Linked DNA regions of Mus musculus: all the other regions are linked to region 1. A link is a contact called in public HiChIP or PLAC-seq and promoter capture Hi-C data. All regions are on one chromosome and are shown on one strand. The core of a region is the stretch at or near the end of the contact, and the rest is flanking DNA. Distances in the headings are between cores, read along the strand shown.

What was found. Promoter capture Hi-C pulls out the DNA fragments that hold promoters and counts their contacts. HiChIP or PLAC-seq counts read pairs in DNA pulled down with a chosen protein or histone mark.
Region 2: a contact with region 1 is called in an H3K4me3 HiChIP or PLAC-seq map of pro-B cells, with 6 times the contacts expected there. The contact joins the promoter of Gmnn here to the promoter of Carmil1 in region 1. A contact is called at or near these places in 5 of 39 promoter capture datasets (the 3T3-L1 cell line, the C10 cell line, cranial neural crest and 2 more) and 4 of 115 datasets of contacts at active chromatin or transcription factors (bone marrow-derived macrophages, cardiomyocytes, large pre-B cells and 1 more).
Region 3: a promoter capture Hi-C map of liver shows a contact between it and region 1. The contact joins the enhancer-like site here to the promoter of Carmil1 in region 1. A contact is called at or near these places in 11 of 39 promoter capture datasets (the 3T3-L1 cell line, the C10 cell line, the HPC-7 cell line and 5 more), 2 of 15 datasets of contacts at CTCF or cohesin (the NIH/3T3 cell line and large pre-B cells) and 6 of 115 datasets of contacts at active chromatin or transcription factors (astrocytes, embryonic forebrain, embryonic stem cells and 3 more).
Region 4: a contact with region 1 is called in a promoter capture Hi-C map of pre-B cells, with 4 times the contacts expected there. The contact joins the enhancer-like site here to the promoter of Carmil1 in region 1. A contact is called at or near these places in 17 of 39 promoter capture datasets (the 3T3-L1 cell line, 3T3-L1-derived adipocytes, the C10 cell line and 12 more), 3 of 484 Hi-C or Micro-C datasets (bone marrow-derived macrophages, nephron progenitors and olfactory sensory neurons), 10 of 115 datasets of contacts at active chromatin or transcription factors (astrocytes, bone marrow-derived macrophages, embryonic basal ganglia and 5 more) and 1 of 9 other capture datasets (embryonic stem cells).
Region 5: an H3K27ac HiChIP or PLAC-seq map of embryonic stem cells shows a contact between it and region 1, with 5 times the contacts expected there. The contact joins the promoter of Slc17a4 here to the promoter of Carmil1 in region 1. A contact is called at or near these places in 21 of 39 promoter capture datasets (the 3T3-L1 cell line, the C10 cell line, the HPC-7 cell line and 15 more), 2 of 484 Hi-C or Micro-C datasets (bone marrow-derived macrophages and nephron progenitors), 9 of 115 datasets of contacts at active chromatin or transcription factors (embryonic basal ganglia, embryonic hindbrain, embryonic stem cells and 4 more) and 3 of 9 other capture datasets (embryonic stem cells, liver and macrophages).
Region 6: an H3K27ac HiChIP or PLAC-seq map of embryonic stem cells shows a contact between it and region 1, with 3 times the contacts expected there. The contact joins the promoter of Ripor2 here to the promoter of Carmil1 in region 1. A contact is called at or near these places in 1 of 39 promoter capture datasets (pre-B cells) and 2 of 115 datasets of contacts at active chromatin or transcription factors (embryonic stem cells and large pre-B cells).
Region 7: an H3K4me3 HiChIP or PLAC-seq map of embryonic forebrain shows a contact between it and region 1, with 7 times the contacts expected there. The contact joins the enhancer-like site here to the promoter of Carmil1 in region 1. A contact is called at or near these places in 13 of 39 promoter capture datasets (the 3T3-L1 cell line, the C10 cell line, the HPC-7 cell line and 9 more), 4 of 15 datasets of contacts at CTCF or cohesin (CD8 T cells, embryonic stem cells, large pre-B cells and 1 more), 24 of 484 Hi-C or Micro-C datasets (the AML12 cell line, B cells, CD4 T cells and 10 more), 15 of 115 datasets of contacts at active chromatin or transcription factors (the NIH/3T3 cell line, astrocytes, bone marrow-derived macrophages and 7 more) and 3 of 9 other capture datasets (embryonic stem cells, liver and pancreatic islet).

The regions. Positions count from the first base shown.
Region 1 is chr13:24,278,720-24,282,825 of GRCm38.p6, reverse strand. Carmil1 (capping protein regulator and myosin 1 linker 1) reads left to right here and starts at 2,036. Exons shown (of 38, transcript NM_026825.3): 1 at 2,036-2,265. The coding sequence starts at 2,226.
Region 2 is chr13:24,760,122-24,764,227 of GRCm38.p6, reverse strand. It overlaps Gmnn (geminin), which reads left to right and starts at 2,291. Exons shown (of 7, transcript NM_020567.2): 1 at 2,291-2,415; 2 at 4,011-4,068. The coding sequence starts at 4,018.
Region 3 is chr13:24,684,446-24,688,551 of GRCm38.p6, reverse strand. The region is part of intron 8 of Ripor2 (RHO family interacting cell polarization regulator 2); the gene reads right to left. Among named protein-coding and RNA genes, the nearest start is that of Ripor2, 48 kb to the right of the region's middle. Within about 2 kb of position 1,716, at least 37 of the 459 cell types and tissues checked have an H3K27ac peak or open chromatin away from gene starts, as enhancers often do. A contact at or near this core is called in forebrain and liver, where this site is marked.
Region 4 is chr13:23,896,092-23,900,197 of GRCm38.p6, reverse strand. It overlaps Slc17a4 (solute carrier family 17 (sodium phosphate), member 4), which reads left to right. Exons shown (of 12, transcript NM_177016.3): 12 at 1,289-2,309. The coding sequence ends at 1,423. Among named protein-coding and RNA genes, the nearest start is that of Slc17a4, 17 kb to the left of the region's middle. Within about 2 kb of position 1,792, at least 30 of the 459 cell types and tissues checked have an H3K27ac peak or open chromatin away from gene starts, as enhancers often do. A contact at or near this core is called in the HPC-7 cell line and pre-B cells, where this site is marked.
Region 5 is chr13:23,912,731-23,916,836 of GRCm38.p6, reverse strand. Slc17a4 (solute carrier family 17 (sodium phosphate), member 4) reads left to right here and starts at 1,830. Exons shown (of 12, transcript NM_177016.3): 1 at 1,830-1,911.
Region 6 is chr13:24,636,527-24,640,632 of GRCm38.p6, reverse strand. It overlaps Ripor2 (RHO family interacting cell polarization regulator 2), which reads right to left and starts at 1,985. Exons shown (of 23, transcript NM_029679.2): 1 at 1,697-1,985. The coding sequence starts at 1,745.
Region 7 is chr13:23,947,856-23,951,961 of GRCm38.p6, reverse strand. Gm33516 (a long non-coding RNA gene) reads right to left here. Exons shown (of 3, transcript XR_382128.3): 3 at 2,847-3,213. Among named protein-coding and RNA genes, the nearest start is that of H2ac1, 15 kb to the right of the region's middle. Within about 2 kb of position 2,106, at least 20 of the 459 cell types and tissues checked have an H3K27ac peak or open chromatin away from gene starts, as enhancers often do. A contact at or near this core is called in embryonic basal ganglia, embryonic forebrain and pancreatic islet, where this site is marked.

The sequences.
Region 1 (4,106 bases), core at 787-3,286:
TGGAGTCTCGCTGTCTGATTCAGGGATGGAGTGGGGTGAACCAGGTGGGAAGGGGAAGCCATCATCAGATTATCTGCTGTAGAAGGTATGGTTCCAGCACTACAAGCACCGTTTTCATTAGAATACTTGTAAGAAATCTCTTGACTGTTGAAGGAAGGGATGGGGGAGCCAATAGTACCTTACGTGAGATTCCAGCTGCTCTCTTCTACACTCGGAGCCAGTGGTATGTGATTTGGCCCTAACTGCCTGTGGCTGTGTATATAAAATGTGGACTCCCAGTTAAAAGTGGGGCTCCATTTGTAGAGCTGTGAGGAAATCTTCATCCATGTAAGGGTACATGACTGCTTTAGGGTCACCCACACTCCAGTAAGTAACCCCTCACCCGTGTTCTGTGTAAGTCCAGTAACCACATTGGTTCTCCAAGATGGACTTTGATGAAACGGAACTCTGTGGTTGGAGCCCTGCAAGGAGGGTGTCTGTTTACAGTCTTCCCAAGGAAAGAGCTCAACCAGCAGTACTCTAGAGGAAACTAAACATTGTTCTTAGAAAAGCAAGGTCCATAGCAGTCTTCAAAACCAGACTACCAACTCAGCCTAATAGCACATGCCAGGATCCTGGCACCTGGAGGCCGAGGCAGGAGAACTGTGGCCTAGCCTACCAGTGAGACACTTAAAAAAAAAAAAAAAAAAAAAAGGAAAAAAAAAATCAAACCACCAATAGTAGACTTAACAGTCAGATGTTTCCCTGTGACACCGGCACTCTGAAAGGCAGAGGGAGACAGATCTTTGCTTTGTAGACATGACAAGCTTGGTCTAGTTAGCAAGTTCCAGGCCAACCTGGGTTACATATTGAGACCCTGTCTCAAAAACTAACCCACCCACCCATCCACCAACCAATACAACTACAATAACAGAACCTAAGCTGCCAGAGGCCAGTGTTTCCCCCTCTTTTCCCCTCTCCCTCTTTTCAACCCTTTAAAGCAGGAACCTGATTGGTCAGTCAGGGACATTCTCTTTGGGTGATGGAAGTGCACATAAGTACTCCAGAACCTGAGATCTTTCCTCTGGGAAGGTTGGATGGGTTGGGTAAAATTGAATCAGATTTAGCAGCAGGAATATTCCAGCTTTTGGCAACCATGTCTGGTCCTCCGATTTGCCCCAAGCTTAAGGAGACTGGGTCGCCATTAAAAGGCATTTTCCAAAGGGGCCCCTGTCTTGCCATCTTACGGTTGTCTATTGATTGCATGTAGCTCTTAATCAACATAGATGGGGAATTAACAATGAGGGTGCGAAGACACAAGGCTCAGCGGGGCCCGAGATCCAGAAGTGCACGAAAGGATCTCAGAAAGCACTAGCTTCCGCGCTGGGGGCTCTGCAGCTCTGAGCCTCAGGGTCCATTGGCCTGCCTGGATTTGGGGGATAAACCCTCGCGCAGCCCGGGCCCTCCACGCTGGCAGCCAGCAGATGGCTCTCGGGCTCTCTCAACTGCACGGTCTATCCCTCTCCAGACGCAAGCGTCTGCTGCACCGAAGCGAGGCTGCGAGGAGGGGCGCCGAGCCCGGCGCCGCCGCAGCAGTCAAGGCAGCAGCCACCGCAGCCAAGCACCGCGTCGGTCCCCGGGCTGTGCCCCGCGCCGGGCACCGTGCGCCCAGGCCCGGAGGCCGGCCGGGGACCCGTGCGGAGGCCGCTCTCGCGAGGCGGGGAGGAGACGCAGGGGGACCAGGAGGAGGAGCAGGAGAGGGTGAAGGAGAGGAGGAGGAGCGGGAGAAGGGGAAGGAGGAGAGCAGAGCCGGCCCGCCCCTGCCCAGCCCAGCCCGCAGGAGGCCGAGACCAGCCAGGCGGCCCAACCCTCGCCTTCCGCTTCACCTACGCCCAAGGTGCGGCGCAGAGGCCGGGCTGCGCGGCGCCCGCCCGGGAAGAAGCCGGTGTTGCAGCCGCCTTGCGTTCGGCCCCTGAAGCAGCGAGCCGAGAGGGAGGCATGTAGCGACGGCCGCAGAGCCAGCTCGGATTTTCAACTCTTAGGATTTTTTTTTTTTTTTTTTTTTTTTTTTTTTGGTACTGCGGGCGCGCGGCAACCTTGGATCAACGCCCCGCTGCTCCGGCCGGCCCACTCTTTCCTTGCAAGCTGCGGCTTCCTCGCGGAAACATTAAAGGGTCTGAAGAAGGGCGCGGGGCCGAGAGTCAGAGAGTGGGACCCGGGATCTCCCCGCGCCCAGTGGGGCAACCATGACCGACGAGAGCTCCGATGTCCCCCGGGAGTTAATGGGTAAGCTTGGCGCGGGGGCCGACTGGCCATCTTTCTCTGCGCACACCTCCTTTCCGCCTCCCTTCCCATCTCCGTCCTCTCGCAGTCTCCGCGCTCTCCTGCGCAAGTGGCGTGGGGCAGGGTCGCCGGGGGAGGGGGCGGGGTGGGGGGAGAGGCTAGAAGTTTGCTGGCCCGATGGCCGCAGGAACTGGGTGCAGAGAGAGAAGAAGGAGTGGAGAGGAATCTGGAGCCCTGGGGGACTCCACGCAGATCTCCCTGCTCAGCCCCACCAGGTGAGTCAGGTTGGCGGAAGATGGAGCTGGAGGGGCGTCCCTTCCAGTGGCCAACTCCCTGGTCCCAAACTCTGGAAAGTCTGGTAAAGCCTAGCAAGGAGGATGCCTGGCGACTGTAGGTTCCCTCGGGCTCATGTCAGGCACCCTCCAGGAAATTCCCGTTTGGGGCTGCCCCTCTTACTGACGGCCTCAGGGATGGAGGCGCCCGTCCAGCGTCAGGACCCAGCCTGACAAGGCGTGGCTTTGAGGATTGAGTTGGAAGCTAGAGGGTTACCCGGCCGATGCCTTCTCAGTCCAGGAAATGGAGGGTTAATGATAAACGCCTCATTTTAATAATGATTAACCTGCCGACCACCTTCAGTCTCTTTGGGAACACGTGTGTTACCCTGTGCCAGGTGACTGGTTTGCTTGAGGCCCTTATTGGGGGAGGGGGTGTCTTCTTTTGGAGCAGAGGGCAGAGAGAGCATTGCTTGGAATTTAAGTCCTGGAGCTTAGCTTTATCTGGAAAGGTTAAATGGCAGAAGACAAATGGGCTAGGAGCGCTGGAAACCAGCGCTTATGCTCGTGTGGAGTGCGTTGACTTGCACTAAGGTGAATATGACTTTATGGACGTACTTTGAGCTCCAGTGACTGGTATTCCCTGAGGAATACTGGGCACACACTTGATGTTCCCTGGATTCCCTGGGCGCTGACAAGGAGGGAACGTTCTCACCGATTCACCATAGTCTGGAATTTGCCCCTCTGCTGTCCACCCAGCATTGATACTTGAGAGGGCATGGTGTGCCCCCGCAAAGCTGCTCACTCTGCAGGTAAAACTTGGCGGGAAGAAGCTGTTGCCCGTTTTGTATGGAACTCTGCCTTTGTTGAACTGAAAACATGCCAACACACACACACACACACACACACACACACACGAAGTAAGGTATTTGTGCACACCCCCTACTTTGTCTCCTCAATTTCGAGACTCTTTCTGAGACATTATCGAGTGGCCCATCCGGTTCTGGGTGTTTCCAACACCCTGCCTGAACACGAAACTAACGCTGGAGGCTCCAAAGATGCCTCCAAGGGTGGCAGATTTCTAGAAAATCATGTAGCATTGTCCTGGGACCTGAAGTTTAGGTGATTTGGACTCCAGATAAAGTGTAAACGGTGAAATAAAAAGATGCTGCTGTTTATCAGCGGTTCTCAGTACTTAAGTATGTTTAAAAGGTGAATTTGACCCCTCTTTTGAAAGGAACTTTTGTGTTGAGTCAGTATTGTATATTGGTGATTTTGGAAGGATGGTGGCTCGAAGGACCCTTCTCCAGCTAACCATTTGGTGTATTCTCTTCATTGCCCTTCTGTGGTTTGTCTAATAGCATTTTCCTAGGCCTCTGTGTTGTCTGGTTAGGCTTTGGTGGTGGTGGGGTTCACCGATGTTGCTGGTTCCAGGAGCTCACAAGCATTTTAGCTGATCAGTTAAAACAGACTGCAAAGGCCTCGCTGCCTTTTCCTAAACTTCTCCTTTAAGGCCTGTAAGCTGTGTATGACATATCTTTCTATTAAAGGTTTTGTTGTTGTTTTGTTTTT
Region 2 (4,106 bases), core at 1,042-3,541, 480 kb before region 1:
TAGCCAAGACAGTTATTCTGATCAAGGCTCAAATTTTATTGTTGCGACACTAGTTATGAAGGAAGGGGGAGGGGACCCGATTCCCGCCGAATAATCTCGGGTCCAGTAGAAAGGTGCACGTGTGTGGCTCCGCAGGTTCCAGCAGTGGGCGTGGCAGAACGAATGAGCAAGAAGCTCCACCCCTGAGCAAGCAGGTTTCAGGCTGGGGGAGGGGAGACTACAAATATATATATAGTTCTAGAGAGTATATACTTACAGAAAGTTTCATAGGTAGAGTCCCATAGGGTATGCAGTTTCTCCAAGATCTGCATCTCATCTTTAGGTGGAAAGGGTAGCCGCTGTTCCTTATGTCACTTTTCTTTTTCTATTCTTTACATTCACCTCTCTCTCTCTCTCTCTCTCTCTCTCTCTCTCTCTCTCTGTGTGTGTGTGTGTGTGTGTGTAGGTCAGAGGACAACTTTTAAGAGCCAGTGCTCTCTTACCATCGGGTCCTGGGGATGGAATTCACATGGTAAGTCTCTGCAGTAAGCACTCTATCTGCTTAGCCATTTCCTTAGCCTCTCCCTCTCTCCCCCTCCCCTCCCCCCGTTCCCTCATTTTGGAATAGGGTCTCCCTACATAGCTCAGGATGACTTCAAACTCAAGATCCTCCTGCCTCAACTTCCCTAGTGTTTGGATTACAGGTGTGAGCTATCATACCCAGCTTCAAATTGCATTTCTTAGGAAAAGAAAATTCTTTTAAAACTTTGAGTAACAGCCTCAGTGTGGTGTTGGTGCACACCTATAATCCCAGCACTCGGGATGCAGAAGCAAGCAGATCTCTATGAGTTCGAGGCCAGCCTGTTCTACAGAGTGAGTTCTTGGACAGTCCAGGCTACACAGAGAAACCCTGTTTGAGAAGCAAGCAAGCAAACAAAATAATCCACAAAAATTTGAGTAGGAAGAATCTTAACTTTCCCACCAAGAACTTTCTTCCTCATCCAGACCTGAAGTCCAGGTCTCACTAGAGAGCATGAGAGAGCAAAGGAGAAGTCGCCAGTATTCTGAGGGCAGAACACATATGCAGTTCCTCTGGAACTTGCCAGGGGACTTGAGGCTGAGAGGTGATAGTGTGGTAACTGGCTGGACCATAGAATACAGGTTCTCTGTGGAAATGGATAGAATATTTTCCCATTGAGCAGGATTTAGTGCTGGCTAACATGCAACATTTTGTATGTGTACAAATGCTTGGCCTGCATGTATGGGACCTGCTGCCCCCCTTCCCCCCACTGCCATACCTTCCCGACTCTGAGGACTGTACGCTTAAATTGTGAGCCCCGACAAACCCTTCCTTAAGTTGCACTGGTCAGGTATTTGTTACAGCAACAAGTAAGGTGACAAATACATTGACTTTTCTCAGCCTCTAGGCCATCGCGGTTCCCTTGGCCCTAGTTCTGTTTCCTTCTAAATTGTTATTGACTGATAAAGCAGGTTCTGGTGTTAGCAACCCTACTGCATTCTGTCTATGTAACCTGGCTGGCTTTAAACTTATATTTATATAGCCAGCCAGGAAGTCCTTTATAGAGGTTTCCTGTATTGCAGCCCTCCCTCCTTTGTTTAGATTTACTGAGGTATAGTTTAGGTTTTTCAAAGTTGCCTGTGTGATGCATATTCATCTTGGTGTCCATGAAGGGCATCAGATCTCCTGGAACAAGGGCTATGGATGGTTGTAAGCCACCATGTGGGTGCTTGGAACCAAACCCAGGTTTGTCCCGTGCAAGAACAAATGCTCTCAACCAAGGAGCCATCTTGCCAGTTAATTGAGGTCTAGTTCAAATACAGTAAAAGTCATCTGTCTTAAGTATAGAGTTAAAATTCCTCAGCTTCAACTTTTTTTGTTAGCTTGAAGCGGGCCCTTGCTATTTCTAGTGACTGTCACAGTGTGACTTTTGAGTCATCACGTTTCGTCTGTTTATTTGCTTCCTTTAGTGTGTGCGCATCTAGGTATGCATGCTTGCATGTATGTATATTAAAAACTAAACACACAAAATACCTTGGAAAAAATATATGTATATTCTCGTGTTTGCCGCTAGTGAGAGTCTCTTTTGTCCTCGCCGGCAGACACTTGGAGCCGGAAGCGGAGGGTCAGACGGCAAGGTCAGAGGGCACACACTCCTAAGGCAAGAGGAACCTCGGTGACCTCTTCCAGAGACTGCACGCACCTTGGCTGGGTGCGCAGGCGCACGGAAGCCACGGGCGCGGTGGGCGGCGGCGAGAGGCGATTGGCTGAATGCCGAGGCTCCGCCTTTCGGCGCGTCAGCTACCGGGTCGGCGGGTTAGTCTGCAGGTTCGGGTCGTTCTGGCGTCGTTGAATCCGGTGTGGTGCCAGGGCCTTGTGCGGCTCTCACGCTCGCCGGGAACTGAGCATTGCTGTCTGTGAGTCCGAGGGCGCGGGAGACCGAGGGCGGGGCGAGTGCAACTCCGGCCGCGGGATCGCCGGGCTGGCCCGAATGCCCGGCCTGCTTCTCAGCCACGGGGAGCCGGCCTGGGAGGCGACGATTTGAAGGGACCCGAGTCTGGGGACTTGAAAGGGACCCGAGTCTCGGCCCGACTGCAAGGCAAAGCTGGGCGAGCTGAGACGAGGGGCTGCGCCATTGGTGAGGTCGGTTTTGGCGCGCTCTGGTGTTCGCTCTTCCTATTGGCTGGCGCGCGCCGCGTTGGGCGGGGCCGGCGCGCCCGGGGAAGTTTGCTGCCTCGGAGTCCGGGCTGATTGCACGGCTAGGGGTTGAACTGGGTGTAGATCCCTCCCGCCTGCTCACCAACTGCAGCAAACGCTACTCCTGGGACAAGGGCATTGAGTCCTGCGTCTGCTCTCCCAGTGGTGCCGCTGTAGGTGATAGTAGGTTCTCCGACACTGTCTCTGTGCTCACGACTCACTAATGATAGCGGGATCTTGGCCCACTGCCTTCGTTATCCAAGTCTGGGCCTGGTGTCAGTGCTCAGTCTCCTGCACCCAGGAGGTTGAGGCAGGAGGTACAGGAGTTCAAGGTCAGCTTTGCCCACTTAGCCATTTAAAAAGAAAAGAGAAATACATCAAAGCCCCTGCGAATAGGTTTCCGATCGGGTTTTTTGTTTGTTTGTTTGTTTGTTTGTTTGTTTTTCCGAGACAGAGGGTTTCTCTGTGTAGCCCTGGCCTGGAACTCACTCTGTAAACCAGGCTGGCCTTGAACTCATGAATCCGCCTGCCTCTGCCTCCCAAGTGCTAGGATTAAAGGCGTGTGCCACCGCTGCCCAATTTTTGTTTTGTTTTGTTTTGTTTTGTTTTTGGCGATCGGGTTTTATTAACTTGAAATAGAATAGGAAATAACAGAACACCACTCTGGCTGGGCTATAAGTTGTTTATATTTGCATACATGGGTGAGTGCCAGGGCACAATGTAAATTTTTAATTACATGTAAGTAAGAGGTGGGGGGTACAGTTTACCGTTCCCCCTAGCCTCCTTTTAAATTCAGCTTGGTCTTGTGTTTGCTACGTAGCTGACTATAACCTTGAATTCTGGTTCTCTGCCCAGCTGCTGGTATTATGGACTTGTGTCTGGTTATGCAGTACCAGGAACTGAGCTGAGCCTTTGTGCATGCTTGTTATGCACAGTACTCACTGAGCTCGACATCTTGGTTGGAGCCAAAAGATCTTGGGTTTTGTTTTTGTTTTTGAGACAGGCTCTTGGCTGCGTAGCCTAGGCTCCCATAGGCTCCTATCTCCACCGTGTTCCAGGATTGCAGTCATGTGCATGATGCTGTTCTTTAGGGTGAATGGGCCCAAGTGTCTGTTTGGCTTTTCCCAGTGCCCTTTTCTCAGGTCTTTTTGAGATCTCTGTAGTTTGTACAGGACACTGTGCCATTGTTACAGATAGTGGTTCTACCATAAAGTAGTAAGATTTTTGTGGTATAAATAATTTTCTAAAAAAAAAATCTAGATTCCACATTCAGATATAAATACTGAAATCACCTTTTCTTCTTGTGCTTTGCCAGCTGAAAAATGAATCTCAGTATGAAGCAGAAGCAGGAGGGAGCCCAAGAGAATGTGAAGGTATGTAATGGAGCCACTTCAGTGTGCTTGAATTTGTT
Region 3 (4,106 bases), core at 467-2,966, 410 kb before region 1:
GGAGGGTTTCTGCTTATTGGCTTTCTCAGCCTGCTCTCTTATAGCACCCAGGACTCCCAGTCCAGGGATGGCACCACCCACGATGGGCTGGGCCCTTCCCCATCATCACAAATTAAGAAAATGTTCTATGGCTGGATCTTATGGAGGCATTTTCTCAAATGAGGCGCCCTCCTCTCAGGTGACTCTAGCCTGCGTTGATTGACAGATCCAGTTAGCACAAGGTGCCTTTTCTTCCCCTGTGTCATCTGCAGGTCAACTTGAGCCTACCGCTTCAGCAGCAACACCTTGTCAGAATACACGGCCGCCGCCCTGGGACAGCTCCAGAGTCCCAGCTTCCATTACCCTTTCCACCTTCCTATTGATATTTACCAAAAGCCCACTGTGTGAGGGTGAAAATATTAATTTACATTTTAGAATTTCTCACTAAAAAAAAAAAACTATGACATAATTGCAGTGAAAAAATCAGCACAGACGTTTTCTATTTCTAACCTTTGAGTCCTGGGGCAAGTTTCTCCTGTGCTTGTACGTGCTTGTGCATGTATACACAGGCATATGTATGCCTATGTTTGCGGATGCTTCATAGACCCTTTTTTTTTTTTTTTTTTTTTTTTTTTCCTTTTTGAGATGGGATCTCTTACTGAACCTGGAGGTTGCTGTTTGGTTAGATTGGCTGGCCAGAAAGCACAGGGACCTACTACCCATCTCAAGTCCCTTTTCCATCAGAGGCCAAGTTGGGATTATAATCACATGACCCGATGCCCAGCTTTTTATGTGGGCTCTGCAGATCCAAACCCATATCCTTTTGCTCGCTTTATGCTGTCTTCCCTGCCCTGGGTTGTGTTTCTAGCAAACAAGATTTTACTCACGTAGACATAACAAGGATGATGTCACACTGTGTGTTTTACCTTCAGTGAATGGCTCAATTTATCTCAAATGGACAAATCTGCTTCCCATTGACCCATGGGCATGGTGATGAATAAGACGAATCCAGGGAAGCTTCAAAATGGGCTCACCTCTTACCATCTTTCGACACTAGATGGCAGCAGCTCACCAACTTGGCATGCCTTTTAGTTGGCGAGCCCATGCATTTAGGAGCAGCTCTCGCTAACAATTAGAAGCTAATGAGCCACTTAGGAGGACCCACTGTAATAAAAGCAGGATTGGAGGAAGCGATTTTCATGAATAATTCTGGAGCATTTAGGCTTTTTTCCCCCACCTCCACAAAAACACATCGGAAAGAAAGCACTGCTGGCTGGCTTTTATGAATCTGAAGCCCAATGTGCTAATTCTAAGAAAACCCTATTTACCCTTTGAATACCTACAAATTATCAGCTCCTGGTTAATCCACTAGCTGGTTACATGTTGAGGTGACAATAGGGACCCCGCTTCAGGGAAGCTGACTATGTACCATGATGGATACGTTGAGAAGGGTGGGGGGACTCTTTGACGATCTCCCTTCTCAAAATCACCAGAAATTTCTTATCACGGGAGGAGGAGGGCTGGGGTCGTGATGAGTTTTGGGTCTCACTGTCCATGGAATGAACACACCTTATTGACATTCCTTATAAGGCATCTCCAGCCTCTGGTGACAGTGATAACAGCAGAATGGCAGCAGGTAGGAGGAGCCAGTTCCAGCCGAAGCTCCCCAGGCGGGGGGAGCACTTCTGCTGGAGCACCAGCTATCGTGGACTTTGGGGCCTGGCTAGGTTCTGCAAATTCTGGCCCAAGGCCCTGCTGGCATTTCTACAGCTGCGAAAAGCCCAGTGTTTTCTCAGCTGCTTGGTGGTAACTGTTGTATCAGCTAGGTTTTCATGATGGCCACTCAGAAATCATCCCTGGGTTCCCTCAGGTGGGTCTCTTTTGATCTTTTACCTTGCTCCTGTGTTAATGATCCAACAGCTCTTCCACAGCCTGAATGGAGGACAGGGTGCTGCCCCCAGTGTGACTGTGGATAAATGATGCCCCCGCTCATGGTTGAACATTTGGCCACCAGCTGGGTAGCTCTGTTGTGGGAGGTTATGGAGTCTTTAAGAGTTAGGGCCTAGCTGGAGGAATCAGACACTGGAGAGTGTGTTCTTGAGGTTTATAACTCTGCTTTGCTTCCAGCCTGTGTCTGGCTTCCTGATCCACTCTAACCCCTGCCTCAGCTGCCGGCCTCTCCGACTACCATAGCTCCCCTTCCCATAGTGGACTAAACTCCTCCAAATCTTAAGCCGCCACGGATCGTTTTCCTCTTAAGTTGTTTCTTTCAGAGAATTTATCACAGTGGAGAAAGGTTGCAGATACAACCTCATAGCTATCTACAGCTACACAGCTATAGAGCCTCCCAGCTACCTACAGCCACACAGCTGCTCACCTGGCTCCCCGTGCCACTGGCTGCCTTTGCTCAGACACGGTTCTGGTCATAGAAGTACTCCATTGTTTCCCAGTTTTGCCATGACCTTCCTAAGAGTGTACCTCGGACTGTGTCTTAGTACTGGCCTTCCTGCTTCCTGGGCAGGTTTCCCAGTTCATCCTAAAGGCCATGGTGACCAGCTAGCACTGACCTCTGGACATGTGTCCTCCTGGAACTCATTTGAATGAGGTCATCGTTGGGAAGAAAAGCAGTTTTCTGTAAGACACGCAGTTCTTAGCTTCTTTTCTGATTTGGGGTCCTGAATCCAGCTGGGTCCTTACAGGTTTTTGGAATCTGGCCTCAACAGCTCCCCACAGCACTTTTACAGAGCACAGAGATCACAGCACCCCCCCCCCCCCCCGACAGCTTTGGGCAGCATCCCCGCCTTCAGGAGGGACTTTCAGTTTAGTTGTTCTAGCCAGAGGTTATTCAGGACGCTCTCTGCACCCCCCCCCCCCATCCTTTCCTCAGTGGGAACCTTCACTTAACATTTTTTATTTTTTCTTTTCTTCTTTCTGTCTGTCCCTCTGTTCCTCTTCCTTCCTTCCTCTTCTTTCCTTCCTTCTCTCCTTCTTGCCTTTCTTTCCTTCTCTCTCTGTCTCTTTTTCTTTTTTAAAGATTTATTTATTTATTTATTTCTATGTATTTGAGTACATAGTTGCTGAACAGATGGTTGTGAGCCTTCATGTAGTTGTTGGGAATTGAATTCTTAGGACCTCTGCTCACTCTGGCCAATCAATTCTACTTGCTTCGGCCCAAAGATTTATTTATTATTATATATAAGTACACTGTAGCTGTCTTCAGACAGCGCCAGAAGAGAGCATCAGATTTCACTACAGGTGGTTATGAGCCACCATGTGGCTGCTGGGATTTGAACTCAGGACCTTCGGAAGAGCAGTCAGTGCTCTTACCCGCTGAGCTACCTCGCCAGCCCTTTTCTTTTCTTTTCTTTTCTTTTCTTTTCTTTTCTTTTCTTTCCCTTTCCCTTTCCCTTTCCCTTTCCCTTTCCCTTCCTTCTTTCTTTTTCATTCTTTCTTGACAGTGTCTCACTGTGAAGCCTAAGCTGGCCACAACCTCACAATCCTCCTGCCTCAGCCTCAAGAGTGCTAAGATTATAGGCATGGACCAGCAGACCCGACTTAATTTTCTGTTTTCTTTTGAGACAGTTTACAGCTAGCTTTGTACTCAGATCCTCCTGCCTCTGCCCTAGCAACCCCTCCATCCATCCTGGGCTCAAGCATCTACAACAGTCTGGTCATGTGTTTGCTCATGTATGCCCACTGCGTGAGGATGTGATACTCAAAGGTTCCCCTCCACCCTGCATCTCCAGACAACTGTGGTGTCCTGGGGTCATGAAGTGACAGAGGCTGGTGTGCATAGCTTAGCAGCTCTTGTCCCCATGTCTTTATCATCACCATCTCGAGGGCAACTGCCTTTCAGATTGTAGTTAGTTGTGGAGTTGAGCAAAAGGGAAGTGTGGGAGGGTGTGGCAGGAGGAACTCAGGGGTTGTCAGATCTGAGAATGTGATGCAAGTGCTTGGCTTTGGGAACAGGGGTGAGGGTAGAGGTTGAGGTGTATACTAATCAAACATAATGGACAGCAGTAGCTCATGAGAATTTGGGATGTCTTCTCACTCCTTTTGTGGAGGGAGAAAAGGACGGGGCGTGTGTGTGTGTGTGTGTGTGTGTGTGTGTGTGTGTGTGTGTGTGT
Region 4 (4,106 bases), core at 543-3,042, 380 kb after region 1:
CCAGTAATATTTATGGCATTTCTCCTTCAGTATCATCTGATCACCCGTCATAGTTTACCTCAAACTGAGGGGGTCTCAGGATTTCTGGTAGGCTTTCAGTGCTAATATATCTTGAATGTTCTGGGCAAACAAGGATGGAGTAGTTTTTCTATCTAGGAAGCTAACAAGTCTTTGGAAATGGCTGTACAAATGGTTTAGTGAATGGAAGCAGCGTGAAAAGCTCCCTGCAGCTTACACCTGCCTTCCCAAGTGTTCGCTCTGCCACGCATGAGCCATTTGCCCAGAGCAGAAGCTCCGGGAGCCTGGTGCTGGGATGCTGCTTTCTAAGTCTGAAGCCTTCCATCCGGGAACAAACACCTTGACATAGTTACAATATACGAGGCAAGGCGGTGCATGTTTATAATCCCCGCACTTGTGAGGCCAGTTTGGTCACGTTGTTAATCTGTCTCACAAACAAATCCTTGAAAGAAGAGAAGGTTAAAAAAAAATAAATAATTAAACCCAATGACTTGATCATTGCCTAAGAATTATACAGATATAAATTTCAGATGGAAATGGATGTCTGTGACATTTATAAAAATCCTCATTTTTAACTTGCCCATGACTGTGTGTTAGTAACTCAGGGAAAAGGCAGGAGATTAAGAAAAGATTTTTGTTTTAATGAAATCAAATTCCCTCTTGCTTTTGAAGCTTCCATTCCTTCCTAGTCTCCGAAAGCACACTGCTAGGGATTGTTTAAAAGGTAATTCTCATAGAGGCTTTGTTTCTCTTGCCACTTGACTGACTGATCAGTACATTCATTCATTCAACAAACTATTAAATATTAGCATGTACTAAACCAATTGTTTTAGCAAACAAACATACAAAAGTCTCCCAGTCGTACCCCATGAAATCCATATTGAAAAAAGAAATTGACAGAAAACTAAAGTGAATTACAGACATATTATTCTGAAAAGAGAGAGTAGGAAACATGGCTGATTGTGTGTGTGTGTGTGTGTGTGTGTGTGTGTGTGTGGTCAAAGAGGAATCTTTGAAAAGGTGACATTAAACAAGTGCTAGAGTAAAAGTGAGAAAGTGACTCAAATGATGGGAAGTGCCTTTAGCAGAGGGAAGAGGGGGTATGTGGTCCTGGTGTGGGGCATGCAACATTCTATCCCAGAAGCAAGATGGGAGCCATGAAGGCTGAGCTGAGATAGAAGAAGGAACATCAAGGTGTAGAACCACAACTGTTCTGAGCCAGGGGCAAGAAGCAAGCCACCATTACTAACAGGTAGCTTCCTGTCTCCAGGATTCAGAGTTTGGCTGGAGAAATGTCTTCTTCCTTGCAGCTGCTATTGATGTAGTAGGCCTGCTCTTCTACCTCATCTTCAGCCGGGCAGAGGTACAGGACTGGGCTAAGGAACCGACATTCACCCATCTCTGAGCAACGTTAGTGATGAGTAAAAAAGACTTGCTTTTGTGCCCACTGGACAGCTAAAGCTCTCCTACTGGAAGAGGCTTCATTTCAGGATCATTTAAGAGACCCTGGCTGTGTGATACTAAAGGTATTTTTTTCCATGCCTGGAGATTTCACAAAGGAAAGAAAAGACTGGTTATTTAGAACTGTGTGCTCCTGAAATCACAGGTTCTACAAATCCTCTATACTTTCCCCTGTTGCCATGGGACTGGAGGAGAGTTTGCCCCGAAGTACAGCAGTGACGAGTTGGAACCACAGGAGAATGATACCACGAACTCTAAGCTGTCAGCAAAGAGAACCGACAGCCTGGAAAACAGGATGTTTGTGAGCCGGAAGTTCTGCAGCTGTAGCCAAGTGAGGAGGTTAAAGAATTACTGTGGCTCTTGGTGCGTGTAGGATGTCTAACTGAAAATAGTCAGGATGAAGAGCAATAAAAAAATTAATCCATCATGCAAAAAGCAATGAACTTTCTTCAACTAATACAAGAGGAGTAGTAGAATCTAGTCATTCCAGACAGCTTTCTGTATGTGGATCCTGGCTTTGGATCAAAACCACTTCTGCAATAAGAACACCAACCACCCAGGCACTCTCTGGAGTCCACTGTTCTATTCACATCTTTCTTCTTTCTGACCACTTTAGCCTGGGTCCCTCATCTGTATGTAGATTTGTGCAAATCCCTTATGTCTTAGTCTTAGGGAGTAGAATTGCCTTGTGTGTCTCTGATCTCCTCAGGTACTGCTTTGCAGCATCATGGATACCCTATGCCTGTTTCTCTGATGCTTACAATCGCAGCCATTGTTCACCAGGCCTCATTTGATGTAAAATGTCTCCTAAAAATGTATGTGAGACCCGTGCTTGCTTCACTTCATTTCCAATGTCTCTTTTCATTAAGAATCCACACAGGTGACACAGGAACAACAAAAGAGAAGAGAAATGCTCAAACACTAAATGAATATTAATGGATACATTAGTGTGTATGGAAACAGGTCAGACATCATAATCATGAACAGCTTGTAGTAGTTCATTATCACAGGGGGATATGTGACTTTACTAAAAGTATCACAAGGGAGTGCGTAGTGATAGCTGTGCAATATGTAATAAGGAGGGGCACATCTTACTAAAATAAGGAAGTGTCATGCTCTAATTTAAGGGTGGCCGCCATTACACAGCATCAATTGAGCTGGAATCTGAAGGTCACTTCATGTAGGAGCCTGGTGCTAGGGATGTTCTAGGAAGACCCTCTGGGAAAATCTGCAGCATATAGAAAGGTTTGGTGCAGGAGAGAAAAATCGGGTGAATAAGAACAGAGTGGGCTATGAGAGGTTCTAGAAGTATGGAGGTCAAGAACACACGTGGCGCTGTGGACCCAGTGAAGAAAGAGTGTTGGTCTTTACATTGAAATCAGTGGAGGTATTTTAATGGGAAGGGACATAATCAGGTTCTGATTTTCAGTGGTCACACTGCATAAGAAAGTTGGCTTGGGGGGTTCCAGTGCGATCCCAGGAGTGGTGGTCCATTGCATGGGTTGGGGGAGGTAGTAGGACATAACCTCACATTTCACTAGATTCTTATATAGCCCAGGACCATCTGCTTCTGGGTGGTCCTGACCACAATGGGCTGGATTCTCTTGCACCAGCTAAAAACACATTATAGGCTAATCTACTTTGATCAATGCTTTAATTGAGACTCCCTTTGCAGGTAGCTCTAAGCTGTGTCAAGCTGACAGGTAAAGCTAATAAAGTAAAGGGAAAAAGGAACCAATTTTGTAGAAACCCTGGTAATTTAGGTTGCAGTTTACCATGTCTGGATATCTCCTCTAAGCTCTGCACAAAATTGAGTACTCTCTTTACCAGCAGGGCTGCCTTTTCTCTGACCTTGTCTGGTGAGCCCAATTCCCCATACCCTCTCTGTGGGGATGGTCGTTTAGTCCTTGGAAGACCTAACAAGTTAAACTCTTCTTTCCTGGATAAGAACCCACCCAGCAAGTACCTGGGATCCCTGGAATGCCTCTCCATGCAAATGAGGCATTCCCAGTACTTTAAACTCTAACCAATGATTTCACAATTACCCTGAAAGCTTCTTTTCACTCTCCAAGTTTCATATTTAGTCCTTGTCCTCCCCTGAATAAAGTATATGCATACAAGTCCAATTTGAATAATGATATGTGCACAAGCTAAGATAGTTTAAGAAAGACAGAAGGCCTTCTCCCTGCCAGTACTCTCTCCCAGACAGACTAGGATCCTCCATTCCAGACTCCACCTCATCCTTCCAGCCTGGGGCGTAGGGGCAACAGAACACCATAAGGGAGAAAGCAGCACATCAGAACCACAGCTGGCCCCCAACATGCATACCACAAATTTTGCCCCAAATTTATATGCCTTGATTTCAGAGCCTACAAACTCTTCTTCTTATGGTATCAGGAACTTAGATGTGACACCACCACCCTCTTTGGCAACCCTGGAACTGACCCAAGGCTCATTAAGGCACAGAGTCAGCTATCCACGATCTTCATCAATCCATCCTTTTCCCTCCCATGGCTCTTGAATTTCCTTTTGTTTGTTTGTTTCTTTCTTTTTTTACATTTTTATTTCATGCATACAAGGGTTTTGCCTGCCTGCATGTCTAGGCACCATATGTTTGCAGTGCCCAT
Region 5 (4,106 bases), core at 581-3,080, 370 kb after region 1:
TGAACTCATTATATAGCCCAGGATGGCTTCTAACCCATCATCTTCCTGCTTCTGAATCCTGGGTGCTGGGATTATTCCCCACAATCCTGGCTGCTTCTCAATCCATCCTCACTCCATCCTCTCCCTAGCATAATACTGTTGCTCTTTGTCTTCTTGTGAGACTGATTTGAAGGACCCACCCCTTCCTGGGTTACCAAGGCAGGAGTCAAGCCTTGTTATATCATAGTTAAATTCCTGTTAATGTTAACAGTATGTTTTTATTATAAGCACTTCTTAGAGTGTTCATTTTTCTTTTAAATAAGCTAAGGTATTGAGGCCCACTTGATTTCCTAATGAATAATTTTTAGATTCTTCTGGTTGCCTTGGTAGAAGCACTGTCTACTCCACAGCCAGCAACCCTCCCTTCATGCCAGCTCTGCTATTTTGAATTCCCCACAAAACACTTGAGAAGGTAATATATCAGCCACAGCTGCCAGCTGCTCAGACATAGCCCTGACATTTCCCAGACTGTGTCAGAAGCCTCCCACTAGCCAGAGACTGCTGACCACAAAGAGATCTATGGTTGGCGCCTACAATGCTCCATTTGCAGAGGCCCCTCTGGAGGATGCAAGTGTGGTTCATTTGGAAGAAGCAATGTTTGGAGGACAGGGCAGACTCCTTGCTGTACCTTGTTCTGGCTACATTAACAGGTTGTTTGGTTCACTTTGTCACTCTGGTGAGAGACAACATCCTGATGTAGCAGCATGAGCCTGAGGCCTAAGATAGAACTCTCAGGTGATCTATTCTCACCTGTGCTTGATCTTTATCATTTTAGAGCAGGATGAGTTGGTAACAGGAAGGAAGGGTGAGGGGACAGAGGATTTAAGGGTGACAGTTGCAACCGTGGATCAATCAGCAGCACTGGTCACAGCGGAGGCAGCAAAGGTAGCAGCGATGGTAGGGCAGAGATCACGAAAGCCAGGAAGAGCTGAAGACAGGAAAATGAGGTCATTGGAAGAGTTCCAGAGACCTACCAAAAGGGTCTCAGATACCACGGGTCCATTAGCTGCAAAAGAGTCTGTCAACAGCTCAGAATCCTAAACAGCGCAACATCTATCATCGTAGGTCCCAAGATTGGATGCTTGTACGAGAGCTGCAGCCCCGGATGTCGCTGGCTCTGTTGTGTGCACCACTGCTGGAAGCTGAGGACCAAGTGCTGAGACCACTAGATTAATCCTAGAGCAGTAAGCCTCTGGCCTGAGAATATGTTAAGCTCTAAGTGTCTGGCTTCTATAAGGTCAGTAGGCCTATAGCTGCTCTCTGTGTAAAATTAGTTCTATTAAACATGGATATGGTGGAAAACAGCCACTTAAGAGACAAGATGTAACCCTATCTATGAAGATTATTGTACTCCTGAGATCATAGATGATGAAGATGCCATTAATGAGCTGCTCAGAGGGTTGACCTGATAGCTTGGCAGGGAAAGATAAGTGTCATTGTGCTCAATAGCTTGAATTGTGACCTTGAGATCAACATGGTGGAAGGGAAAAACCCAGTCTTGAAAGCTGTCCTTTGACCTCAATAAGTGAAAACTTACCCACACACACTCTAACACATAAATAATCACATATAATGTAAAAGTTAAAAATGAGGCAAGCAAGAGTAGTAGCAGGACCCACAGAGAATCTGGGAAGATGTATGTGACTTCACATGAACTTCAAGTATGAGGAAGATAGAGTGAACATGGTCAGGTCATCAATTAAATAATAAAACAAAGTTAAAAATTAAATGGTTGAGCCAATAAAAGCCTCCATTTGGTAAGATAAAAGCTAAAGGCCCTGAGTAATAATTCACTCCTCTGGGTTAGACAGCTGCAGAAAGCTGAGAAACCGATAGGATCCCAGCCAAGAGCCGGCTCTCCGCCTTCCTCAGGTTTGCTTTCCAGTTCTTGCTCTGGTTCTGACGGTGTGGGAACGGACCTTTTCCTGTTGAGATTATAGGTGGTGTGCAGGACTGGGTTTCTTTTGGGAGATGGTTGTGAAAAGTGAGACAGGAGGCTGCTTTTTCCTAAAACAAACGAGGTCTATAGGAACTCCAGAAGGAGAGGGAGGGAGGAAGACAGACATGGAAGAGGGAGACAAAAGCCAGCGGTGGGTGGGTGGGGACAGGAAAGGTAGGAAACAGGGAGAAAGGGAGAGAGAATACTGTCTGAAGCAACTAGAAGGGAACACCAATCGTAAGGTCAGGTCTTGCATTTCTTAGGGTTACTGACGCTGGAAAATTGCACAAAGCACTCATGCATTTAACTTGTTTTTGTGAGATACACTAGTTTGTAGAAACAGCACTAACCAAACAGACTGAGGCAAAAAAACCAAACCAAACCAAACCAAAACACCCTGTTGTTTTAAAGAATATTTTTAATAGGCTTCAAAGGTCAAATTAACAAAAAAACCAGAGTAAACAGAATTTTCATGGGAGAATGGGGGACTGAAGCAAATAAAACCCCCTATGGCTTTATGCAGTGGTCCAGAGTGCTCTTTTCTTTTGCTGTCATGTTCCTGGGAGAGGACTTCCCTCTCAGCTCAGAGACAGCCACGGTATACCAACAGACTGGGTGGTTAGAATAGGCAGATCGTATGTTCTCACTGTCAGCCCCTTAGTTGTTATCATCTGTACTCTTCTGCTTCCTTCCTAACTAGGCCATTCTTGTTTTTCTTTCTTATCATATTGTACTCTGTGACTCACTGGAGCATGTGTCCTGCATGCTGTCTGTGGTCATGTCTTTTGCCCTTCAGCAGCCTTGTCCAACCCTCTTCCTCTAACTGACAAACTCCAGAGATTAAGGTCTTCTGTTTAAGTAGACGCAGAGCCACTCATGCGAGCAAACCTCCAGTCATGCTGGAGAAAGCCACGGAAGCAAGCCTTCCATTTATTGCACATATGTTTACTGGGTCAGTGAATGAGCCAGAGGCTGGTGAACTCTGAGGCATTGCGTCACTGCAAGGGTCTGGAAAGCTAGAAAGGAAAAAGCTGGCCTGAATCCTGTCTTCAGTTCCATGAGTGAGAGACTCTTCTGTCCAACCAGTCTCCCTAAGGTGTGAACAAGAGTCAGCAGATGGTTTTAGGTTTCCAAGCACAATCTCAGGCTTGACCCATTTCATTCTGCCAGTGTTGGTTTGGATTTAAGTTGTTTGTCAATTTTATTCTGAATTGCAGATGGTGTAAGCTGGAATCTTGTCGGTATCTGTCCACTTGCAGCTATAGTAGCGACACGCCTGGGTGTTAGGTAACATTTGCACAGACAGGGAAGCACAAACCCGACCCATTCTACATATCTTTAATATGAACATGTTTCATATTCCCTCGAGAGAAGAATGGCTTTGCTTTACCAGAAGCTCTGGCCACGGTACTTCCCTTTACATCTGCTCGGCCTCTCCGCTTCTGTGTTCATGGTCAGGTAGTAGTAGTAAGATGGCCATTTTCAGACTTCATAATCCCAGTTTCCTGGATAATAGGCCTAATACGATGGAGAGCACAAAAAGCCAAACTTCATCTAAAAACACAGCTTCTCCCAATTCCAGGCTGGACCCTGGAATGAAGGGGCTGTTTGGGTGCCCTTTGTTCGCTTTCTTTGTCAGCCACTCCCCTCTCCTCTCATCCTAACTAAAGCTTCTAATTCTCCCAGGGCTGGGCTCGGTCAATAGAGGCTGATGTAAGGCAGGCAGTATCTTTTTAACTGGGTGGATAGTCCTTGCTGCATCTTGTGAATATCCTGCTAAGGACTTCAGTGGTCTTTCCCTGAATGGCTAACTCCTGTCATTTCATTCTTTCCTCTGCTGTTGAGCATCTTGTGATTTCTCTCAAGTCATCCACTTCTTGTTGACATGGAACCTGTACGTCTTTCCCTAGCATTTTTTGCACCTGCTACTGTGAAGACATCACAAGCTTTCAGTGGGTACGGTCCCTGTCTGTAATGCTCACCCATAGCTATAGCTTGCACCCTCTGATTCAAAGACACATGCCTTTCTGCCTCTACCACTTACCCCTAACAAACTCCATGGGGCACATGTGTAGCCCTATAAATGCCCCCTTGCAGGTAGCCAGTATGAGTTGGCCCTGCCTCTCTT
Region 6 (4,106 bases), core at 736-3,235, 360 kb before region 1:
TTGAGGACAAAATATTCCTAGTGAAAACATCTCACATCAGAGTGTCAGAGGAAGAGAGCAACAACACCCATCAGGGGGCTTTTGGAAAAGCAACACATGTGCTATGTTTTGACTAAACATATTCTCCAATGTTCTTTTTCAGATGGTTGGGTGCAGTCAGCTTTTAGACAGGCAAACGCATTAACTTCTAGGGCAAAGGCCACCTTGTGGCTGGATCTCCACTCTTGGGACGTCAGCAGGAGCTCTGATGTTGTTGGAGGTTGGACTGAGTAGACACCCCCCTCCCTGCCCTAAGATTTATTGCCGCAAAGCGAGGGTGCCTACTTTACAGGTAACTGCTGGAGATTGGATTGAGGGTGCTGGTTCTTTGCAGGAGTTGTGCCCTGACCTCTCTTGCTGTAACAGCAGATAGAAGGCTCTAGTGGAGCTAAACCTTATGAATGGGACTCTCAGAGCCTGCTCTAAGAGAAGTAGGCTAGTAGGAATACTGGGTGAGGGTGGGAAGGAGGAGCGAGGCAAACCTGACCCAGAAAACTCTCCCAAAACAAAACAAAACCATCCAACCAACTAACATCAAAAACAACGAAACAGAAGAAGGAAGAAATGACTGTGTCAGGAAACAATGGGCGGGTGCTCATATTTGCAAGGGGAGCTGAGAGGAAAGGCAGCTTGTGTGTGTGTGTGTGTGTGTGTGTGTGCTTTAAAGACAATCACATTGTTCCCCCAGCTGAAGTGTTGACATTTCTTCACAGTCACTCATGCAACATATAGGTGTCCCCCAGACCAGAGCCTATGGGCTGTGGATCCCACTCTGCCCCACCCCCACTCCCCAAAAAACATTGCTAGCTTCTCTAGGATTTCGTCTTGTTTTCTCACTCAGGAGCTGTGACTGTCCACAGTCCTGTCATTCTCGCACCTGAATGGCTCTGCTTAGCGAATTCCAACGCCCGCCCTCTTCTACAGCGAGGGGTCTGCATCCCTATCCAGGAAACTGTGGGAGGGAGCTATGAGGTAATAAATAGCCTGAGGGAGAACTACAGAACCCCCCCCCCACCCCCCGCGCACGTTCAATATCACAGACACCTGCTAGGGTTAGAGTGTTCCCCAAGTGTGACCCCGTACCCCAGTCTTTCCAAACACAGGTTGGCATCAAAAACAACACATTTCTTTTGGCTTGCCCTCTTCCCCATTCTCACCGGTTTCACGTGGCCAATTTGGAACAGCTGGGTCCCAGCCAAGCTCAATTGCTCAGTCTGGAGGCACATGAAGCCCTTGGAAATTGCGATCCTCCCTCTGAGCTGGATCACCCATCGCTGCTGGGTGCCCGGAAGTCTTTCGGAAGCCAGGGTTCATCCACGATCCCACCCGCGGGATCCCCTGTCCCTGACAAGCCCCTACCTTAGGTAGTGCCACAGGCTTCTCTAGCCTTCTCAATCGGTCCTTCCACAGTGCGGGACATCCTTTGGGTCGGCCTGCGCTAAGTGCACGGCCCCTCTTCCTTAATAACTTCCCTTCTCGTCCCAGCCCACATCAGGCTCCCCGGATTCGCCAGGACCTAGGAAGCCCGGACACCCAAGGGTTCTTCTTAATATGCCAGGCTCATTCAAGCCCAGGACACTCCTCCATACACCCACCTCATGCCGGTGGAAACCAAAATCAGCCGCAGAGAATGTGTTTAAGAGGCGCGTGCACCTACCTGCCGAGAACGCTCCTAGTGCCCGGAGACGCTTAGTACCGGGTGGCATGTACCACCTCGGCACCCACGCACCGCCCCTCGCTGCCGTGCACCTCCGGCTCCGCGGACACCGGTGCTCGTTCCTCCCAGCCAACAGGGAAAGGTCCGAGGGTAACAGTCGTGGCCCCAGCGCTCGGGCGTCGCACCAGCTGCCGCCGCGCCGGGTGAAGTTGCGGGGCCAGAGGACGCGCGGGTGGCAGAGAGCGGAGCGAGCGCGGTAGCGGAGAGGGCGGTGGGGAGGCGCGCACGCGGGGGCTGGCGCGTCACCGGTGGGGGGGGGGCGAGGGAGGAGGGCGGGTGGAGACAGCTGCTTGATGGTCCCTTCAGCCCGACTCCTTCAGGGTGCGCTTGGGTGCTTGCCTCCAGCTGATCGTCTGCCTGCACGTCAGGCTCTGGGACACTAGCTTGTGGCGCAGCTTAGAAGGACTCCGCCGCAGGGGAGTTGAGACCAGCCGGACACGGAGCATTAGAGGAGATCTCAGCTGAGACAAGAGTGCCTGTGCAGCCAGCCTTTGGGGATCTCAAAAAGGGCCGTGCATTGCAAATGATGAGATGGGGGAGGGTTGTGTGCAGTGGTGAAGAGTGAAGTTCAAGGCTCAAGGCAGGAGTTATGTTGAAAAGCCCGGTTGGAGAGGGCCTCTGGGTACAAGTACCCAGGGCTTGTTTCGACAGAGGTTTCACTATGATAGGGAGAAGCAAGACTTTTGTTTGACTTTGAAACCTCTCTTTTGGTGTGAATTTGAATTATACATAAGGCTATAAAATGTAGGTGGGTCTGACAGACAGAAACATTCCATAGAAAAAGGACCTTTAGAAGCTGAGTGTGGTGGCATTCAAGAGGCTAAGGCAGGAAGGCTGCTGTAAGTTCGATGCCAGCCTGGGTTATATATAGTAAATCCCAGGTCAGCATTGGTAACTAGGCTATTATATGTGTGTGAGTGAAGAGTATGAGGTTGGGTATTCTAAGGACCTGGAGCCCAAGAGTGGACTCTGCGTCCATCCTTAGGTTGGCAGTCTTCCAGGCCTCAGTTTCCTCCTCAGGGAAACTGTCTTACTCATACAATTGTGTATTTACAATATGTAAAATCAAAGTGTCCCACAAATTCATCCATCACATTCCAAGCTGAGACCTAGTCACTTTATGAGGACATTAGAATCAAGAAGTATAAACCTTGACCAACAAAGGCTAGGAGAGGAGTCTATGGCAGCATCAGGAAACCTGGACATCCTTAGACCTGGAAAACGCAAGCAGCTGAATCACACCCCACCTAAGGATACAGCCAGACTTCAGGGATCACCCAAGGAGGAGCACTGTACAGGCCTCTCACCTGGACCACGAGGCCATGGCTTGAGAGGAGCTCAGACAGGCTACCCTTGCCAGCTGCATTCTCCAATGCCCTTCTCTCAACTCAACACACTCCCCATCAGGAAGCCACCTTCCCATGTGGACATTCCTTCCTAGGAGGAAAGCGTCGACTACGACTACACATGTGACAGCTTAGCACACAGAGGGCAAGCAAGCTCTCTGTGTGTTTCCTCATGGGTGTTCTGCTCAACAAGCAAGTCCCTAATGCATCAATCCGTACAGAACTAAACGTAAGTTTATGGCGATCTTCTTATCCCCTGACATTAGACTGTTTACACCTGGCTGTAACCTTTCAGTATTTTGATTCCCACTTTATAGGCAGGCAAACTAAGGTTACAGAGAGTTAGCCTAACTTGTCCAAGATGACCCAGCCTCATCGACTTTAGATGCTCATGCAAAAAAGAGACATGGCTTGTGGGGAGACATTCTTCATGGCACACCCATCCTTTGGAGGACACAGCAAAGCCGGGCTTGGATTCCTGACGAGTGGAAATTGTGAGTTAATGCTGTGTGTTCTTTTAAATGACTGTATGTTGATTTCTTAGGCAGTGATAGACAATAGTCTATCTACATTGCAGAAACAGTGGCCTTAAAAAAAAAAAAAACAACCCTGTAAACCACAATGTGACTCTTCTGTGGCTTTAAATCCTGCTTCAGTTCCCTATATGGAATACAGAATAAAACCCAAAGTCCACACTGCTGGTGATGGTTAATCTTCATCATCAGGTTGGTCGAATCTAAACTCACCTAAGCAGTAGACCCTTGGACCAGTCTGTAAAGGGTTCCCTAGATAAGTTAATTGAAGTGGAAAGGCCGGCCTTAGATGTGGATAGCACCTTCCATTCCTGGGCTGGGGCTCTGGTCCGAATACAAGGAGAGAAGGTACTTGCCACCAGCACTTCCTGGCCATGATGGTCAGTATCCTCTCGAATGGAGCCAGGTATTTGATCATAGCAACAAGAAACATAACCTCAGCACCACTGCTAACAAGATCCTGGTGAGCCA
Region 7 (4,106 bases), core at 857-3,356, 330 kb after region 1:
TTTATAATGAAGACGTTTTGAGTCAGGGATGTAATCCCAGATACTTAGGATACTGGTAGGAGGATTGCAAGTTCAAGGCCTTCCTGGGCTATGTAACAAGTTTAAGTTCTGTTGGAGAAACTTAACGCTGAAGATGTAGCTCAGTGGTAGAGCACTTGCCAAGCATATGTGAGATCCTGGGTTTTATACCAAAAAAAGAAAACAGACAAAAAACCAGCCAAACAAGAAAACCTTAATGTAATATTTAAATAAGTTAAAAGTACAAAAACACAGCATGAAAAGTGAGACAGGGTCAGTGTTCCTGATTTTTGTTTCAGGCTCTGTTAGGTAGGCTTGTCTTTGGGACACTTGCTTATTGTGAAATTTTAATTTTAGGAGGCAACTTTGCATTTTCAAATGTCTTTCTTCTTCAAAAAAGATTTGTATTTATTATTATTGTTTTTGTGTTTATATGTGTGTGTGTGAGAGAGATGGAGAGGCAGAGTGAGAGCCACACAGAAAGAGATATATAGAGAGGCATAAAACAGAGAAAGAGACAGAGAAAGAGAGATAGAGAGACACAGAGAGACACACAGAAAGAGATATATAGAAAGACATAAAAGAGAGAGAGACAGAGAGAGATAGAGACAGAGAGACAGAGATAGAGGGACACAGAGAGACAGAGAGAGGCAGGAAAACAGATAGTGAGAGACAGAGAGATAGAAAGACACACACACAGAGACACAGAGATAGAGAAACAGAAAGGGGAGAGAGAGAGAGAGAGAGAGAGAGAGAGAGAGAGAGAGAGAGAGAGTCTGTGCACATGAATGCAGTGCCCACAGCTGTCAGAAGAGGGCATCAGATTCCCTGGATGTTGAAGGTGTTAAGGCTGTCATGACGCACCTGATGTGCCTGCTAAAAACAGCTCCTTTGGTAGAGCAATCTGTGCTCTGACCGCTGAGCCATGTCTTCAGCTCCCTCAACTTGCTTGTTAGTCATCAAGTGACTAATTTGGTAAACTTCGTTGTCCCATTGCCTTGGTCTACATAAGTCTTCCAGAATTTTCTGTTTTAAGAGTTTCAGAATTTAGTCTGCCGAGAAGATACAGAAGGAAGAAGAGATTTAGGAGAGGAGAAATCAGTGGACCTTGGAGAAGCAGGAGGGCAGGCTGAGCTCCTTCCTTGCAAGTAGAACAAAAGGTACAGGCATGGCTTAGAATAGCAGAGTAAGCTCCTTGGACCCCATAGGACTGGAATTGCAGCTAGCTTTGTAAAAGAAAACTACAGAAACAGCACAGTTTTAGAGAGGCATCTTGGATGTTCCCTATTCTCATGAAGAGTCATTGTGTTCCAAGTATGACAGAGAAAGAGCAAAGAGCCAGAAGACTCAAACATCCTCATCACCACCACCATCAGCATTAGCATCATCACCATCAACAGCAGTGGCATTAGCAGCAGCAGCATCACCAACACTACCATCATCATTAGTATCATCATTGTAATCGTCAGTATCATCATCATCATCAGTAATTCCAATATCATTAGCATCTCCATACCACCACCACCACCAGTACTACCATCACCATCATTATTAGCATCACTATCATCACCAGTAGCATCAACAGCATCATTGTCACAAGCATCTATAACGTCAGCATTAGCATCATTATCATCCACAGCAGTAACGGTATCTTCATCATCATCATCTTCTTCTTCTTCATATCATTCTCATCACCTATCAAAATATAACTCCCACTTTTTTCAGTTTTGTAGAGTACAGACGGTAGAACAATTGAATGATAGAATATTGAACGCAGGGCAGTGGGGGAGTCGGTTGTGTATAATCCTTGCTTTGTATATGCAGTGTCGTTTACAAATCTGTGTCACTCTGAGTCAGCACTGTTCACTTCATGCACAATTATAGTAATCCTCGAGCAAATGTTAGTACTGTAATGATGTTGCTTTGCAGAGTGATCATCTGAGAGCCATTCTCAGCTGCTACATCAGGATCACAGCATTTGTGTAGCTCCAAATTACTCCAGAGATGGAAAAGGCAGCATTTGCTCAGTCGTCAAAGAGGGCAGCCTGCAATTAGATTATGCACGCTGTCGTCAGGGGGGCTGGCAGGCCTATTTCACATGCTGGAGGGCTGCGGGTGACCTTTAACAGATGTAGAGTCTTCACATAAAAACCCTTGAGACTGCAGCAAATAATGAACCACATTTTGTAGCCAGCTGATTCATGTTTTTGTCTCTGCTCCATAAGCGTTGGGAGGGCTTCCGAATGTCGGCCTTCAGAGCTCTTAAAGGAGTCAAGAGAGCCACACTCACTCGTGCTTGGTGATCCCAGAGGGCAACTGAACCCAATTTGCATACTTTTTTTTTTTTTTTTTTTTTTTTTTGATTTTTCAAGACAGGGTTTCTCTGTGTAGCCCTGGCTGTCCTGGAACTCAATTTGTAGACCAGGCTGGCCTCGAACTCAGAAATCCACCTGCCTCTGCCTCCCAAGTGCTGGGATTAAAGGCATGCACCACCACTGCCCGGCATTTATTGATTGATTGGTTGATTGATTGCATACTTTTGCTTGTCCCTTGACTCATTTCTGAGTACCTGCTTTTAATTTTTTTTCTTGACTTGAGTTTTTTTTCTCTCATTCTTTCTAGGCACACAGCCTGATCACACCTAATACAAAGCTTTGGGTAATTCATATACCGGGTAGCCTCAGGGCAGAGGGAGGCTCACCTACAGGTCTGGTCTACTTGTTACAATTAGATAAGAGACACCTGCACTCGATTTCCCAGATGCGCTTATGCTAATGGAGTGTGGAATATTTTCCTTAATTTATACTTCTCTGAGGACTCGAGAGTTGGGGCGTGTGAAGACATGAGTAGATATCTACACAGAGGACATTGCTTTCTTTACGGGATGTGTGGGGACTTTTAGGATCCCGCTGAGCACCTGTAAACACCGGTGGTACAAACCTTCCATGGGAACAGGACAGGAATGGTGTCAGGCCTGTGAGAGAAGCTGGCGCGCAATCCTCCTCCCCAAGATGGTGCCCACCGCAGCCCTGCCTCTCAGGCAACTGTTTCTGCATTTCTAGCCAGTTTCTTCAAAGACCTTAATGCTCAGTGGCCTCCTCTTGCTTTGAACCGAGAGATTGAGCGAGGTGCTAGCTCCACGAAGCTGAGGGTGGGTTTCTCCCGAGGCGATGAATAACCTTCTGTAACTTCCTTCTGGAAACAATCAGGGGATTTGACTCAGCTCGACCTCTGAGGTTTTTGTGACATAAAAGCAACTTTAGGCAGAGGGCAAAGGGGCAGGGGCCGGGTAGGGCATGAAGTTAAATCACCTGTCCAGAATTCTTGCCAGAAAAACTGCCCGAGTTTGCTCTGTATTCCATTTCTAGTCAGTGTTACTAAACTTGAAAGTGGAGGTCGGAGGAGGGGAGGGTGGGAGAGAGGAGAAGAAGTGGGGAGGGGTGGAGAAGGTGAGGGAGACAGACAGACAGACAGACGGACACAGACATACACACACACACACACACACACACACACACACACACACACACACACACACACACAGCATATGTGTGCAGCCCTCTGCCCAGCCCTGGAACTTCCTTCCCCTGGTGAAAAGGGTTCCTCACGGTGGATGGTGTTTGCCTCAGAAAAAGGTTCTTTTTGTGTAAAACACAGAAAGGGATCCCATGAAAACACAACGTACTGTGAAAATTGTTTCTCAGCCAGAGTGAGATGTCTGCCTAGCCAGCCAGCTCCCCACAGGTGCACACCGATACAACCCAGCCACTTTCAACACTACTCTTCTGCTGAGGGATCTTCTCGGGAGCATGCCTGCCATACCTTTGTACTGTGTTTCGGTAAGTGCTTTCTCTGACTGTCTGTTTTTGACTTTCTAAATTCTAAATCCTAAATTCTCTTACCCAACCACTCAGGATGGAAACACTCATCATGTTCTGGTTACCGTTGTCAACATGACGCAAACCAGAGTCACCTGGGAGGAAGAGGGACTATCAATTGAGGACCAGCCTCAGGTTGCTTTGTGGGCACGCTTGTCTGTTAAGGGCATTTTCTTCATTAATGATTGGTGTCAGAGGGTCCAGCCCAGT